Regions from separate parts of the Zea mays genome. Here region 2 is linked to region 1. The links are chromatin contacts, called in public Hi-C maps. All regions are on one chromosome and are shown on one strand. Each heading gives the region's core, a stretch centred on a gene start, on an enhancer-like site or on the middle of the called end of the contact. The rest is flanking DNA. Distances are from core to core; before and after follow the strand shown.

Region 1 (3,520 bases), core at 763-3,262:
CCACAACAACTGTTATGATCGCTAGATCAGTGAGGGATTGGAGAGGGGTATCGATGGGCAGGAACACCGGCCGGGGGCCTCTACCCACGGCCAAGCAAGAGGAGGGTTTCTCCCTTCTAATTCTTGCCTGCTTTATTTCTCATCCATTGATTACATAAATAGGCCGGTTGGCCGCCCCTATCTAGCTAGAGATCCTTATCTCCTAAAAACTCTCAACAAACTACTAACTGATAACCTTCCTAGATAATCTCAACTAATCTCCTAAATAATCTCAACTAATCTTCTAATCTTATCTCTAACTATCCTTATCTAATCCCCCTTGAGGGCCTATGGCTGCTGCTGTCGCAGCCCCTCCGTGGGCCTCCTTGCGCCCTGACAACAACCCTATACCAAGGTAAGAATTCAGAACAAAGGTTAACCGTGACTACAAAGTAAAGAGATGCAATTTTATATTCAATTAAGCAACAGGAAAATTATAGGATGTGTTTGGCATGACTCTGCTCCACTATAAAGCAGCTCTGCTCTAAACTCTAGATGGGTGCTCTGCTCCAGAGTCTAGATTGCTCTCTCATAACCAGTGATAGTGGTAGGTAAATACCCTCAAACTCCATGTATAGTTTGTTTTTAAGGATTTCATAGCAGCAAAAAAGATACTCCAATAATTTGTTTGGCCGCTTTCAAAACTCAATGCAACTAAGGTAGGGTGTTTGGCTGGCTCTAGTCAGTTCCCTTTTGGAGTTTTGCTCTGGAGCAATGCCAAACAACCCCTTAATTAGGTACGAAGGCAACAGATATTAATAACAGCTGTTCCAGCCAACACCCAAATTACAATATTTGTAAAACAAAAAAAAGCGAAAGAACAGATAAGTTATTCCATTCCCATCCCAATAAAAATGCCGCATGTTTGGCGACGGCATTCCAATTCTGAACTAAAAATATATAGTAAGACATAGTATAATTTTAAATAAAATAAGAAATTAGGTGTGAGTTTAGCTAAATTTGAATTCTCGACCGACACTTCAACAAACTCCGAGAACAGCATGGCACGCTTGACCGACTCCAGATCTACATTACAATCCACCAACGCCAGCATTGGAACGAGCACGCAAACGAGGATCAGTCAAAGACCTGAAATCCAAGCTACATTCCAGCGGAAATCTCAGCAGCCGAACGCGAAATCCTACCTGGCTGGCGGCGATGCGGAGGAGCCCCCTGCGGATCCTGGCGTCGGCGGGCTCGGAGATGCGCATCTGCACCCGCATGAGCTCCCCAACCGTGGCGGGCCTCCGCGGGGGCGCCGCCTTCCCGCCACTCCCGGGGCTGCCGACACCCTTGGAGGAGGCGGAGGACCGGAGCCCGAGCGCCTTCTTCATCTTGCTGGCGGCGGCAGAGGTGAGGGAGCGCTGGAGCGAGGCGGATGAGGCCGAGGACGCGGAGGAGGCCGGGGACACCGGCGGCCCCGTGGCCACCGACGAGGACTGGGGGATATAGGTGAGGGGCTTCCCGCCCGTGGTGCGGGAGGCCGCGACCAGCACCTCGTAGGCGGCCTCCCGGAGGTCTGCGGCGGAGAGGGCGACCCCGAGGTCCGGGAATGGCGAGGGGATCGCGGAGGCGGAAGAGGGGCTGGAAGCCGCCGCCGGAGGGAGGAAGCCGTTGGACGAGGAGGAGTGGGACGAGTCGCGGCGAGACTCGCGGAACAGGCGAGCCATCGCAGCGGCGGCGGCGACGACGGTGACCTCGCGGCGGCGGCGGCGGCGGCGGCGGCGGCGGCGGCGGCGACGACCTCCCCCTCAACTTCTCCCTCTACTCGTGCTAGGTCCCGCGCTCTCTAGTGGAGAGAGTAGGCTCCGGTCCGGAGAGAGGAGAGAGAAAGGCGATGAGACGCTTTTCGTCGCTGGGGATGACGAGGAGAGAGAAAGAGGGAAAGCCCTCTTCCCAACTACAGCGAGCGAGATGGCAATTCGCGGTGTAAATTGCAAGGGCTACTCGCAGCTAACCAGTGATTTATCAACCCATTGCTACAAATAAACATAAGGATAGAGATGAGAGGTTTTTAAAAATATACATATTTTTTAAACAACTATCACTTTCTTGAATATTTTAGAAAGGTTTTTCATCTTCATTATTATGTCTTGTTTGCACGGTTTATACCTTACATATTATATCTTTCCTTACCGTGTTTTCATTTTTACGATGACAAAAATAATGTTAAGGAAGTAAAGCATGTTTACACATTTGGTGTAAATTTCTTATAGGAAATTGAAAATAAAAACAGCTTGCGCGTGTTGCTTCATAACCTATAAACATCGTATGTGTCCTTCAGACCAATACAGAAGACAAACAAACCAAAATACCACTTAAAACTAGAGATATAGATGTATTAGATAAAAAAATATGTAACAGAAGCAAAAAAAATGTCCATTAAAGATTGACAATGGCAACTATTTTAAGACAAAATTTAGAACAAGTTTAAATACATTATATTAAATACTTAACTGTTAAAATTAGATAGAGATATCCAAACATTCTAAATAATAGTTTAGCTATTATCTAACATCTAAACTATCTTAACTAATAGTCCAACTAACTATTAGCTACACTCTCAACTACTCATTAGCCTATTAGCTGGTTCCACACAGCTAAAATTAGCTAATAATTAGCCAATTAGCTGGTTAATTTCAAGTGTCACTTTTTAGTCAGCTAACTATTAGTTATAGTGCATTCAAACACATTCTTAATCTTAAAGGGTCAACTATTTTATTATGGTGTTGAGGGAGTGGCGTCGATTTGGATGTGTGGTTTGAAAGTACCGTACATATGATTGCAACATACTTGTTTTTTTTACAACTGGTTTTATAATTGAGTTAAAAAAATAGGTAATTTGCATAAAGCGGATTGTTAAGCGACTGAATTCACGCTTATACTTTTTTATTGCTATTCACGCTTATAATGAAACAGGTATCGTTTATGAGATAATTTTTCTTTTGGCTTTTATGTGCTTTTCTCCGTCATAAAAAGAACGTGATTATGGATTGCATGCCAGTTAAAGTGGTCGATTTAGTATAACAATATGTTTCTATAAATAATATAATAATATTTTTAATATTATAAATATTAATATTTTTACTTATAATTGATCAGAGTTGAGACATTAAAACATACTTTCTTCGTTCTAATTTATAATTAGTTTAACTTTTCTATGCGGACTTGTCTCACTCAAAAAATCATAATATTATTTATTTTTATTGTTATATTGCTTAATGTATAACATATCTTAAGTACGGCTTTGAATTATAGTTAGACGTTTTGTATAACATATCTTAAGTATTGCTTAACATATAACATATCTTAAGTATGAACTATATTTTTCTTGTTATAGTTAGACGTTTTGTATAACTTGATGGAGAAAGTTAAAGGCACGCATTTGGTATAATGCAAAGCCAGCGTTGGCATTACGTTGACGTGACGGATCTATAGACACTGCTGCTCCCTCTCTTGCTAGCTTTGTGCCATACACAGC
Region 2 (3,520 bases), core at 430-2,929, 370 kb after region 1:
TTTGTTGCCGCAGATCCGGACGCCAATCACTGCGTTGAGAACCTGTAGCGGTGCTCTCTGCGGAGGTGCGGACGGTCCGCGGCCAGGGGCCGGACGGTACACGACCTGGCGCAGAGGCTGGTTCCCTGCCTGACAGGCCGGACGGTCCGCGCCTGAGGCCGAACAGTCCGCGCGTACCCAGGGCGGCGGAGTTCGCCGGCGGTGCTAGATCTCGCTGCTGAGAGTGACCCCGTCTGGGAGGAGAGGTACTAAGCCTTGTCTAGGGTCGACAGGCCACCCTAGACACCTCTAATCGACGTAGAGCCGAAGAGAAGCAGAGAATTTGGGGTAGGAAAGGCTAATATAGAGCTAAATTAGAACTACTTCTAATGTCTAAGGTAAAAACGAGATGTAAACTGATTATTGATTCGATTGATGAAGATTAATCGACCGTAGTACTCTATGTATATATAGAGAGAGGGTCTGGACCCGCTACAATCCGTACCCGAGCTAAATCTACGATTTTAGCTAACTAATTCTGCACGCGTGTGGACCATTCACACCATTAGTGCGGATCGTCCGGCCCTAGGGCCGAACCGTCTGGCTGCCTATTTTAGCGCCCTTGTGTCACTCGTGACCACCCCTCGAAGTAGCTTCGCTTCTTCCAGCAGGTTTATTAAGAAGAAAGTACATGCATCGTTTACATCATCCATAGAAACAAGAAATGTAAGTATTATTATACATTTACATGGTCATAACTCCAAGAGAAGAAAGTGTCACAAAGCATATCGAAATAATAATCAAGGATTTTCTTGTGGAAACTGCTATCACCATGATGTGGGTACAAATTGTCGATCTTCCTTCAGCTGAGACGTTGGTGCTGTCATCTTCGCATTCTATATTTACTCTTTAAAAAATAATTTGTACGATATTAATAATATTTGTTTAACATCAGTTAAATCTATTTTGATCTACGTATTTATAATAATATTACATATTTATCTCGTTCTGTATTTATGATTAATCATGGATTTTGCCATCACCATTGTACTCACGCCACCTACGGTAAAGGCCATGAACCGTTAAAAGGCTTGTTAAGTTGTATTCTGCGGTATCGCACCTGACTAAAAATGATAAACATATTACTTAGGGGGTGTTTGGTTGCTCCTAGGGCTGACAATGGGCTGTAAATTTTGCACTATAAGATTTAAGGATCAAGTCGGATTAGGATCGAGCTTTATTTCTACTCATTTTTGAACTATAATTTATTTAGGGCCTTGATATTTTGTGAAGAACCATATGGATCACAATCCATTCCCACCCTTAGTTGCTCCTGCTAAAGTTTAGCCTGGGTCACATCAAGCGTTTGACTTTTAAATAGGAGTATGAAATATAGACCCAACCAACTGGATTAGATTCGTCTCGTCTTTTAATCTTCGGCTCACAAATTAGTTTTATAATCTGACTACATTTAATACCCGGAACGGAGGTTCAAACATTCGATGGGATATGGGCTAAATTTTAGCTGGGTGTAACCAAACCCCCCCCTTATATAGGTGATGTGGCATCGGTGAACATGACAATAATGTCCTTATTTTGGAGCTCGCGCCGCCCGCCGCCCGCCGCCGCGCCCGAACGCAGCCATCGATTCCCCATTTCTTTCCCGCCTCCTCACTCCCGCCTCTTCTACTCCCAAAATCCCAAAACCCTAGCTCGCTAACGACCCCAGGCAGACGCGCCGTCCTCCCCTCCCCCATGGCGCTCAAGCAGAAGGACACCGACGCCGCCGCCACCGCCACCGGTACCAAGAAGCGCCGCCGCGTCTTCTTCTCCGACACCGGTACCAAACTCGATCTACGCATCACCCTCTCATTTCCGGCGATTCGTGCGTCTGGCTGCGAGTCAGGCGCTGCAGATCCCATTCGTGTTGTGACGCGCCTGCTGTCTTGTTGGGTTCCGGCGTGTGTTCATTTTTATGTTTATTTTGGCCTGGCGGCTTCCGCCGGATATGCCTGTGGAGCGTAGCCGAGAGGCTGCTGCTTCTCATTTAGATGTGTCTGCCTTGCTTAATTTGGTGGTTGCGACATTGAAGCGTGGGGAGTTTATTCTCTATTAGTAAAAAGGAGGTGGAAAGAAGTTGCTAAATTGTTAGGCTTTGCCCTGTTTTCTGGATCGAGGCTGTGCATTGTCTGTAATTTATTGCTTGTCTGCTTGTGGAGCATTGGATCTAACCTTTTGTTTGGTTAAGCCCCTGATGCATTGTCTTTAGAGGATTTGGATAGTCACACAGGTTAAAGTGTGATAAGGAAATGGTGAACCTCATTCTATTCATCTTACATTTTTCTTCATTTTGCTTTCTTTGTGGAGTGCACTTGACATAATTTAAACTGTAGACCTGTTTTGGTTTCTGCAAACCTGAAGAGATATCATGCTTTTGGGGTTCTATCAGTCCCATAAGGATTGCTCTATGAGATACAATCATACAGGTTAATTGCGCTGTGTGTTCATCTGTGTGGATGTCCCTTGCACGTTTCTGTGCCTTCAGCCGTTTTTGTTTATTTCCGACATACAGATGAACTGGTTAAGCCACTTTCTATTTCCTATTGTTGTGCAGATGCTGGTGTTGAGGCAAATGAGTGTATGAAAGTGTTTCTAGGTATGGAATTACTTTCAGCATCCCTCTGCAGATTGTAATTTTTACAAAATTAGATGGTTGGTTCATTTTCATGCCATGGAGTGGCATGAAAATGAACTGCTTTCTTACTTTTCAAAATTGGAGTGTCATATTTCTAATCAACCCTTTTAGCAACTATTACACCCCTTCTGTATGTACTATGTATGCTTGTCCGTTTGTCTCATATTCCCACTAGTTTCAATAACTCTTTTCACATATATACTTAGTGAATTTAGTTCCTTCAGAAAGTTATTTTTTTTCTTGCATTGGTTTTATGGCAGTATGGAATCCAGGCGAGGTGAGCTCTGTAGACTGCACTGCTATTCAGCCATTTGACCTAAACCATTTTTTTGGTGAAGATGGAAAAATATATGGTTACAAAAATCTTAAGGTAAAGGACTGTTATTGAAATAATACTCTAGTCCTTTCTCCCACCAGCCTGACATGTTAGTTATCCCACATGATTGTATTTGATGTGTTTGTTTGTTACAGATAAATGTGTGGATAAGTGCGAAATCTTTCCATGGATATGCTGATGTTTCATTTGACGAAACATCTGATGTGAGTACTAGTTTATCAAAGAATATTCAAGTAACTACGCTGTTGTTATGATCCATTTGTGTAAAACTTTGACTTCTTTATGGGTATAGATGTTTTTTGAATAAAACTTTTATCATGTTCAGTTACTGTGTAAGATTGCCAACTGTAATTGATATTCCTTTAAAACGCTTTCTGAATCCAAACTGCAAAGAAGTTGCTGATACTTCTGTTCTTTACAAACTTATCCTTTGTAATTGTAACCTTCAACTTGTTTTGCATTTATGTCTATTTCTTCGATGTATCAATGACACCTCAAAGAAAACATCT

What was found. Hi-C and Micro-C count contacts between places; a contact is called where the count stands out from the background.
Region 2: a contact with region 1 is called in a Hi-C map of endosperm, with 2.9 times the contacts expected there. The contact joins the promoter of LOC542083 here to the promoter of LOC103632616 in region 1. A contact is called at or near these places in 4 of 25 Hi-C or Micro-C datasets (ear, endosperm, tassel and 1 more).

What each region holds. Positions count from the first base shown.
Region 1 is chr7:99,206,631-99,210,150 of Zm-B73-REFERENCE-NAM-5.0, forward strand. It overlaps LOC103632616 (Retinol dehydrogenase 13), which reads right to left and starts at 2,013. Exons shown (of 5, transcript XM_008654369.3): 1 at 1,185-2,013. The coding sequence starts at 1,709.
Region 2 is chr7:99,572,197-99,575,716 of Zm-B73-REFERENCE-NAM-5.0, forward strand. It overlaps LOC542083 (histone acetyltransferase 1), which reads left to right and starts at 1,680. Exons shown (of 10, transcript NM_001111717.1): 1 at 1,680-1,819; 2 at 2,594-2,635; 3 at 2,935-3,044; 4 at 3,146-3,214. The coding sequence starts at 1,735.